3 separate regions of the Rattus norvegicus genome follow, and all the other regions are linked to region 3. Evidence: chromatin contacts called from public Hi-C data. All regions are on one chromosome and are shown on one strand. The core of a region is the stretch at or near the end of the contact, and the rest is flanking DNA. Distances in the headings are between cores, read along the strand shown.

Region 1 (3,067 bases), core at 66-2,565, 170 kb before region 3:
AGTAAATTACATCCTATGTGGTGTAAGGCTTCAGAGGAGTTTCCTAAGATGCACATTGTATTCATTTTACCTTGTAAATGAATCTCGGGCTAACCTTGCTTAATTTAGTTTGCTTTTCCAGTAATTTCATATAAATGAAATCACTCAGTATAGTGTCCCGTATTGACTTTCACTTAGCATTTTTCTTTTGTTATTTATCTGATCAGGGAAAGCTCACTTTTTGATCACAGAGTAATGTTCTACTGTAGAGAGTTATCATGACTTGCTCACCCATTCCCTAGCATTTCCCCTGCAGCCCTTGAGATGGTCACGTCCCCTATTATAGTTATGTGCTGATCACACTGATTGAATTTTCAGGATGATTTGATTCACAGAACAAATCCTGTGTTCCCAGGGCCAGCTCCCTCGTTATGTATTAGATTTTAAATGTTGTTGAATTTGATTTGCTAAAATTTTGTCTGTGTCTTTGTGCCAATGTTTATGAAGGGTGCTCACCTACCCCCCCCCCCCACTGTCTGGGGTAAGACTGGTCTTACAAAATAAATTCAGATATATATTCTGCAAGTCTTTGCAGAACGTAGAGAAATATTACGCTATTCCTAAAATGTAACTTGGCAGGTGTTGTTTAAATGTACGTATTTAATATATCAATGATTTGTTCCTACCTTCCTCGACTTCCCCTTAATTTTCACAACAAACATTTAAATCCACTTTTACACATAGCTGAATAATTGGCTGAATTCGTATATGACTTGTAACACAGATTTAAAAAAAAAAAAAAAAAAAAACAACTGGACCGAGGCACACTATTGGGGGTGGGGAGGTGGGTATTTGCTAGGGATGGAACCGAGATCCTTGGAAACTGTTAGACTCTTCCTAAACAGAGGAGCTTCCTACCCTGTACAGATCCGCACCATGAACACCCTTACAAGCTTTTGTGAGTAACGAATGTAAAAGGTACCCCGTGTCCCTATTTACATTATAAAGTACACATAGCAATACTTAATACTTAACTTTTTTTTTTCCTATGGAGGTGCACACTGCTTTAATCCAAAGAAGGCACGTGAAACAATGAAACTCCAAGATAGTGCGGCCTGAAGGATACTAGTTGAACTGGGCATGCTCAGTCGCCAGGCAGATTTTTTTTTTTCCCCAGTGAAGTGCAAACTACAACTGCGCGTACCCGGTGAACGGGGTGGGCGTGCCCTCGTGGAATTTAGAACGTTCTCTTAGCCAATGGGGCCTCGCGGCTGGCTGGCAGGGCTTGCCATTGGGGGACCGGGATGCGAGCGAGTGGAGCGCCGGGGGGAGGAAGCGGAGGTGCAGGTCGGAGAGGCCGGGCTAGCCGAGCCCATTGCAGGAGTAGCAGCAGCGGCCAGGCAGCATCCAACAGCGTGCCAGGCAGCCCAGCCCGTTGCTTTACTTTTTGCTGTACCAACGTAGTCATTATGCCGAAGAGAAAGGTAAGTCCCGCGGGAGAAGAACACCTCGCAGGCCCTCGAGGGTGCTCGGAGTAAGTCCCCTGCGCTGCGATGGACGCAGCGATGCGCCTAATAACTCAGGCGCTGGGCACCTCTGCTGCCCGCTCCTTTTGCAGATGCCTGTTGCTGACCTCGCTCGCCCAGCACGGAGCTCTGAGTGTTACTTTCCCTCCAGGGACGTTGTCCTCCCCTCTCCATCCACTCCTGCTTGGAATGGTTTCCATCTCTTGCCAGTCGCAGCCAGAGCGGGTGTCCATCCCCCTCGCAGGAGTTTCCTCTTGGCAAACTCAGGTTGTTCTCAGGGTGGAGGGAAAGCAATGAGAGGAGTCTCCCGGGCCAGGAAAATCGAAAACCGTGAAAGCATTCAGAGGAGCCAGGCGGGATCCAGAGTGTCCCCCGGGCTGAGCCCAGGGCGAACGCGATGCGGGCGGAAGGCCAGGAGAGGGAAAGCCATGTTTCCTTACGCCAGCCCTGCAGCGCCGCGGACCCGTATGTACCCACTCCGGTGTCAATCACCGGCCGCGAGGGCGGGCGGGGCAGTGCGCAGCGCCCGGTAGGCGGCGAGGAAGAGGACTGGTGCCAACCTCAGCGACCCTGCCAAGGTCAGGGGCCACCAAGCCCCTGCCAGTGTCCCACCCACGACCCCACGCTTGGCTAGGCAGGGAACCGAGGTCTTTTTAGTTTCTCCTTTGCCCCTGGTGGGTTATGTCCGCGCAGGGACGTCACGAGCCACACGTGGGGCCACACAGCTCGCTCAGGGTGGGGCTTCGACTTGTCATTGGACTGGTAAAAGAAGGGCAGATTTTTTACCCCTCCCTGAGAAAAACGATGTGTGAGGACTGTGTCCTAAGAAAAGAACCTTCCTGCCAGCTGCCCAAAGGACCAAGTCAACCATCATAGCCATTAAAGTTGGAACTTGATTCAAATAATACCCTGCTTTCCCCCCCAAGACCTTACACTGTGTGTGTGTGGTTGCTTTATTTAAAACTATGGAAGCTTTAAAATTTTAAGAAGGCTTTGCTTTCTTGTGTATCGTCACCAAGAATTTTATTGTAAACACCTCCACTCCTTTCAAATTTATTTTTATTACACTTACTTATCTATTGTATTCAGGGGAGGCACCGGCACCCACATTGCAGTAGTAAGTTCGCCACTATCGTGTGGATTGTGGGTTGTGGGTTGTGGGTTGTGGGATCTTCAGCAAGTGTCTTTTCTTTGAGCCATCTCCCCAGCCCAAGCATCTCCATTCTTTAAAAGAAAACCAATCCTACTGTTAGAAGGTTTTCCTGGTGTTTAATGAGAACCTGCTCGGTGCCTCATGGTGATGGAGTCTGATGTGCATTATCTCATTTAATCCGCATAACCGCAGGACTACTTCAGACTCATTGGGCAGTGTCTTAAGATTCACAGCCCAACATGTCATTAACCTCTCATGGGTTTATAGTGGAGCTACTGTGGATCCCAAAGGCCTTACTTGACACCGTTGCTAATTCTCTCTCTTCGTGTGGAGATGAGTGGGGACAAGAGGAATTCAGGAGACCCAGAGCCTTGTAGCGGAAGAGGCTCGCAGTGTGCTATGAGCAGGA
Region 2 (3,279 bases), core at 98-2,597, 140 kb before region 3:
GTCCATGAATTAAAGATGCTTTGTGTTAAAATACAGAAACCCAGGAAAGGGTTAAGAACTTGTAAGACTTGCTTATGTCTGATCCTAGATGGAGATACCAAAGGAAATGTCTTAAAAACTCAGAAGTGAGATGTGTCTGTGTGTGATGACAGCTATTCCCTTTTGCATAGAGCTTTCCAGTGTGTGGAAAACTTCAGCTCTTACACTTGGACGGATAAACTAAGAGGGGTCACAAGAGAGCAAAACCAATATCCAGTTACAGATCCTTTGATGGGTGATTCATATTATGGTTAATAATTCAGAGGAATTCATCTTGATACCAAGACTCCTACATAAGCTTTTTACTCGGAAGCTCATTCTGCTACAGAGAAAATCTTTAAGAGAAGCTATAATGTAAAAACAAAACTGCCTGCTCTTATCAGCCATGTACCAACCAGGAACTGCTAGAGATAATCATGAAATCAGAAGTCTACAGTCAAGCCACCACATATGCTAGGACCAACCAAACCTTGATGAACACACAGAAAATGGCAAGACATATTTTTTAGAACAATTGGTGAAGTGTAACCTCAATATGCTTGGGTTTAGGTAACACAGACCACACGCGCGCACACACACACACACACATACACACACACACATACACACACACACACATGGACACACACACACACATGCACACACACATGCACACATGGACACACAGTGCATTTGGGTTTCTCTCTGCAGGTTGACATTTAACTTGATCAATCAGAAAGCCTTAAAACCATTGCTCAGAGGAAACATTTGCCTGCAGAAAGCCTTACCAGTCCTTACCAGTCCTTACCAGTCCTTCTTTCTGGCTGGGGTATACATAAAAGATAAGCATGAGTTTTGTGTATATGTTAATTACCCCAAGGATTCTCATGCTTGATGCTTTTCTGGCTTTTTATTTACCATTTTATATAATATACTTTTTATATTATTCCTAACAATAATAGTTTGTAGACAATGCCTTTTTTTAAAAAAAAAACCTGTTATGCAAGCCAAGGCCAGATTAAAACTCATCCTGTGCCTTAGGACATCAACAGTCATTTGAAAGTAAAAGGTCAGTGGTTGGCTTGACTGTTGACAAACACTCAGAACTGCTGGAGTACCCTGGTCCCCACCCCTCCCCCAGCGAACTGAAATTCAGCTCAAACTGAATTCTCCAGTGTGTTGTTTCGTATGTCAACCAGGATGAACAGATACCAGTTACAAAGGAAGCTCTTCTTCTGAAGATTTCTCACGATGGCTGTGGTATTTAGAGGGCATTGTACAGAGACCTGACCTTCAGGAGACTTGGACAATAAATGACCTAAGCAGTGTAACATGATCATGCCGCTCTGCCGCTTACACAGTCTTTTTTCCATGCTTGAGTGTAGTCTGTTCCATAGCCAACCGTAAGAACCTCCCCACCCCCGCCTTCTCTCCTTGTGGTGGTGGAGATGGGACCCAGCACCTTGTATACCCTCAGCTTCACCACTGTCCTATACCCCTGCCCAAGAAGCATTCCTTACTAGAATGTGTGCACACCTATAAATGTTCCCGGTACTATCCAGGCCCTGTGCATCCCACAGTGAAAATCCAGCAAAATGTTGCCTTCCTAAAGCTAGTATGGAAAGGAGAGCAAAGCAAAATGATAGGACATTTGCTGTTGAAGAGAAGGGGTGGGGGGGGATAGAGACTGCAAGAGCCATGCTGGGTTTGATAGCGACAATGGATACAGTGTTCCTTAGTTTATCTCAAGGAGAAGCGTTCTTAGAGAAATGATACAATTTTCTCCAAATGTCGCAACTTGTAATCAGCAGAACGGAGGAAAACACCTGAGGCCCCCATGCCCAGTCCTTGTTCACCACCCACCTTCTATGCTGGCTTCAGTCCAGTGACCCAGTTCCTAGCTCTTCATCTCCATTGCCCCAGCCAGAGCTGTCCTTCTGTCTTTCTGTCTCCCAGTTTTGAAAAGGAAAAGCCGTTCGTGCCGAATTTCTCGTTTGTTTTGTTTTTGAGAATCAAAAGCAGCTTGACTTTTAAGCTTCGCTTTAAAAGAGCTCGCTGGTGAGGTTCAGAGGCAAAGGGGCATCTTGTGAAAATGAGTTTGAAGCAACAATCTGCAAAGTCCAGTGATTCTGCTTGGATCTCATTCTCCCTTTGAGCTTTGAGCAGATAGATGTGTGTGCTGCGTCTGCAGCCAGGATGTTGAAATAGACCCCGGGTCTTTCAGATGCGGGCCATTGGTCGATCAATAATGCTTACTGAATACTTCCAGTGTCTCCTGTATGTATAAACCACAGTGACCCAGCACCCTAAACCCGTTATTCCCTGTCCGAGAGCCATCATTTCTACAACTTTTTCCTGATTTCTCACTTAGTCAACAAATTAAGAGAAATTCAGTAACAATCCCGCCCCTTATTTCTACCAAGTAAAGACTGAGCCTTAAATGAATATTTCAAATGCTTTAAATGTTTTAAAGGGGAATAAATAGCAGTCTAGTCTGTTTCATACCCCATAAATGTAGTCCAATCATTTATAGCTGTTAAGGCTGTGGAAGCTGATGGAACTTTCCAGGAAGGTATCCACACTTGCATGCATAAGCGCGCTGCTGACTTAGTGAAAGTTAGTCTCAGCCTTCTGCAGGGAAAAAAGAAAATCCGCTGTAGTCATTACTGGAAAGGACGTTTTCACAAAGCCTTTTCTTTATGACACAGAAGAGCTGGCGAAGTTTAGGTAGGAAGTCATAAGATGATTTGAAGGTAAAACAGTTACTTTTTGGAGTCTGGCAGAGTGGGATAGCCTATAAGACTGTTGTCCAGTCAATTTCCCAAGCATTCCTTTTGGAGGCCCAGCCTGTAGAGCAGCGCTGTAATGAGTCCATCCCTCTGGAAAGCCTGTTCTGCATGTTCAAATGTTGGCATGGAGAGGCAAGGGTTTGCAGCTGCGAAATCCTTCACACGGCTTTTTTATAACTTCTTACGAAGATTTTGCCAACAGCAGCTGGTTGGCAAATGGACAGTTATGCATAATGGTTAGAGCGTCTGGCCCCTTTCTGTAAATGATAATCTGTGGCTTTCTGGCACTCGCTTCTAATGTTTGCTTCAACACTTACTAAGGGTCCATGCTAGACACTGGCACAACTGAATTAGGAAAAGTTGGTGCTGTGGGGTAGGAAACTGCAATGACTGCCGAAGGGAAGCCAACAGAATGCTTGTGGGTTGACAGGCAAGCAGGACAGGGTTTGGGTAAGGTTTCTTTGCTTCCCTC
Region 3 (3,097 bases), core at 423-2,922:
GAGCTAGGAGGGTGCTCGCTCAGAGAAACAATCCGGAAAACACAATACACCTTCTTGGTCCTTACCTCACAAATTACCTTTTAAAATCAGACCCACAAAATGCAGCTTATTATCTAAAAAATTCAAAGAAGATCCTTTGTTAAGAATTAACAAAAGAATGACTATCCTAATTCTCTCTAAAATGCCAACCTTTAAAAAAAATTGAACTCTCAAAGTCTTTTTGGAAAGTGCTTAATTCATCTGGAGATAAATATCACTCGGTGTCCTTGTTTTCTAACAAACGGCCTTTTCCATTGTTCCCATTAATTTCACCCATATTCGTTTTAAAAATAACAAGGCCCCTATCCTCATCAGCAAAACACAGATGAACGATGTATCATATAAAACCTGTAATTACATTAGGATTTACGGAAGATTTTTGTTTCTGCTTTTCGCCAGTTTTTAAGAAGTCCTCCCGTGATTAACTGTAAACAGGAATGGTTTACACCATAAATTAGAAGCCATTAATTAGCATGACGAAGTCAACTGCAAGATACACAGATAATTTAAATTATTTAACCACTAATCACCTTTGCCAAACTGTAATATACTCTTTCAATAACCTTCGGTAGGTTATCGACCGGTCAGTAATTTACCTCCATATCAGTTAGAGATAAGTATTAGCTAGCGCCCTTTCCTTTCCCTCAGGTTTATATTAGCTCTTCTTGTAAACACTTTAAAAAGCTTTAAGGTTCTTCACTTCCAAATCCCTAATTAGCCATCACTAGCCTTTTTGTAATGGGGGAGGGAGGAGATGAGCTGAAGTACAAATCTGGAGTTCCTCTTGCCCGTTTATCAAAACAAAAACATTTAAAAAAGAAAACGAACGCTTCAGGCGATGGTAGTAATAAAAGAAATATGCAGAGGTGGCTTCAGGGAATAACGGGTTTGCAGAACGCAAGTAGCTCACAAAAAAAAGCAGCCCGAACCTCTATTGCAACCCACGGCACTCCAATAAATTACACAACACTTGCCCAGGCTGCAGAAATATCGCAGGACAAGACTTACACGGATGCCAATCCGCAGCATTTATACACATGCACATGGCAAGACAGGAAGCAAACACTAGCGTTCAAGTCGGGCAGGGCGGCGCGATCCCGACTTGGCCCAGCTTGAGAGTGCTCCCTGAGTCTCTCTGTGCGTGCGTGAGAGTGAGCCCCGTCCTCCCGGCATTTCCCCTCTTTGGGCAGTTTTGCTTCATTTGTTTCCTATTTCTGCTACATAGAAACTAACTTCCATCTCAGCCCAGCCAGCGCCGCTGAATAGAGCCTGTGCTGCGGCTCCGTGTGCGTCAGATCCCTCCGCGCAGCCGTGCCGGCCCCCTCCTTCCCTCCCTTTCTCCCTCCCGCGGGCGGCCTCCTTAGAGAAAGCGCCTGCCAGGCAGCCCGCCGCTTCGGCTCCGGCATCTTCTCGGGCCGGAAATAAATAAATAAGTCGTGGCCCGGGCCGCGCGGAGGGGCGACCGCGCGGGCGCAGGCCTAGGCCGAGGCACTCCTTTTCCCGCGGGGGGCGGGGGCGGCGAGAGCGGGCCGCGAAGGCGCGGACTCCTTTCTGTGGCGGAGGGATCCCGGCGGAGGCGGCCGCAGCCGGGGCCGCTGCCTGAGAGTTGTTGTTTCCTCCTCCTCCTCCTCCGCCTCCGCCGCCGTTGCTTGAATGGTGGAGCCGAGGCTCGGCTCGTGAGCACACACTGACAGCTACAGGGCAGGCGGCGGCACCGTCCCCGCTTCCCCTCGGCGGCGGGGTGTCCCGCCGGCGGCCCCGAAGTGACCCGCAAACATGTCTCGTGAGAGGAAAGGCCTCTCGGAGCTGCGATCGGGTAAGTCGGGAGCTGCGGGGCCGCCGCGCCGGGCGGACTCGCCCGCGGGCCCCCGCCCCCCGCGGCCGCTCAGCCCGTGTCTCCCCGTCCTTCTCTCCCGCGCAGAGCTCTACTTCCTCATCGCCCGGTTCCTGGAAGATGGACCCTGTCAGCAGGCGGCTCAGGTAGGCGGCGCGCGGCGCGGGCCGGGCGGGCGCTCGCGGTGGCCGCCCGCGGGCGTGGGGGAGGGCGGCGGCGGCGGCGGGGCCGCGGCCCGGGGCGCGGGGCTCAGCGTCCCCGCTTTGTTGTTGCAGGTGCTGATCCGCGAAGTGGCCGAGAAGGAGGTAAGGGCGCGGCGGCCCGGCGCTGTCCCGCCGCCGCACGGCCTTCCCCGGCCGCTGCGCAAGCCCGGGTGTCCGGCGGGGCGCGGGACGTGGGGCGCGGGGGTCCCCGGCGGGGCGCGGGGCGGGCTGGGGAGGGGAGCGGCGGCGGGCCGGGCTGGGGGCCGCGCTCACCGGGCGTCCTGTCCCCGCAGCTGCTGCCCCGGCGCACCGACTGGACCGGGAAGGAGCACCCCAGGACCTACCAGAATCTGGTGAGACATTCACAGCGCACTGCAAAGAAACTTTTCCCTGAGTCGAATAAAAATTGAATTTCCCGCAATTTTTTACAGAGACAAAAACTTGGCCCCAGAACGGGAAAGCTGCAAAGGCCACGGGGAGGGTTGGGAGGCTGGAGCGGGGACTGCGGGGGGCGGCGGTCGGGGGTGCGGACGCCCCGGGGCCGCAGGGGCCGCGGACAATTTATTTGTGATATTTTGTTAATGTGCTAGAAATAAAGATACGTCATGAGTGTTGTGCAGTGCAAGGCCGGAGGAGGAGGGGCCGGCGCGCGTATCCGCGCGGGCGCGGGTGCGCGCGCGCGGGGCGGCGGCGGCGGCGGCGGCAGCGGGAGCGGCGCAAGCCTAGAGAGCGCGCTCGCCAGCTCCTCGCTTGCTCTGCAAGCGCGGCCGGCTCAGCTTTCTCCAGACCCACACAATAGCTGGTGACTAACTGCTCCGAAGTGGCATTAGCATTTCACAAGAAGGCCTTTGAGCCCCGGTGGAACCTTGGCAAGATTTTTTTTTCTCTTTACCCCCCCCCCTCTTCCTTTTGTTTTCTGTATATTCAGACCAAGATTTTTAATTTTTTAAAAAAATCTTTTTGGTTGGAGGCGTTCTGATATGTTTGATGGTAGTCATCCAGCGGCACACTGTGCATTATA

Evidence for each region. Hi-C and Micro-C count contacts between places; a contact is called where the count stands out from the background.
Region 1: a Hi-C map of Schwann cells shows a contact between it and region 3, with 5 times the contacts expected there. The contact joins the promoter of Hmgn3 here to the promoter of Phip in region 3. A contact is called at or near these places in 5 of 12 Hi-C or Micro-C datasets (Schwann cells, frontal cortex, kidney and 1 more) and 1 of 1 datasets of contacts at active chromatin or transcription factors (oligodendrocytes).
Region 2: a contact with region 3 is called in a Hi-C map of liver, with 3 times the contacts expected there. The contact joins the enhancer-like site here to the promoter of Phip in region 3. A contact is called at or near these places in 4 of 12 Hi-C or Micro-C datasets (Schwann cells, hepatocytes, kidney and 1 more).

What each region holds. Positions count from the first base shown.
Region 1 is chr8:92,937,412-92,940,478 of GRCr8, reverse strand. Hmgn3 (high mobility group nucleosomal binding domain 3) reads left to right here and starts at 1,315. Exons shown (of 5, transcript NM_001007020.2): 1 at 1,315-1,463. The coding sequence starts at 1,449.
Region 2 is chr8:92,909,344-92,912,622 of GRCr8, reverse strand. All of the region lies in intron 2 of Hmgn3 (high mobility group nucleosomal binding domain 3), which reads left to right. Among named protein-coding and RNA genes, the nearest start is that of Hmgn3, 28 kb to the left of the region's middle. Within about 2 kb of position 1,347, at least 7 of the 93 cell types and tissues checked have an H3K27ac peak or open chromatin away from gene starts, as enhancers often do. A contact at or near this core is called in hepatocytes and liver, where this site is marked.
Region 3 is chr8:92,769,596-92,772,692 of GRCr8, reverse strand. It overlaps Phip (pleckstrin homology domain interacting protein), which reads left to right and starts at 1,672. Exons shown (of 40, transcript NM_001427740.1): 1 at 1,672-1,855; 2 at 1,961-2,019; 3 at 2,149-2,178; 4 at 2,370-2,429. The coding sequence starts at 1,816.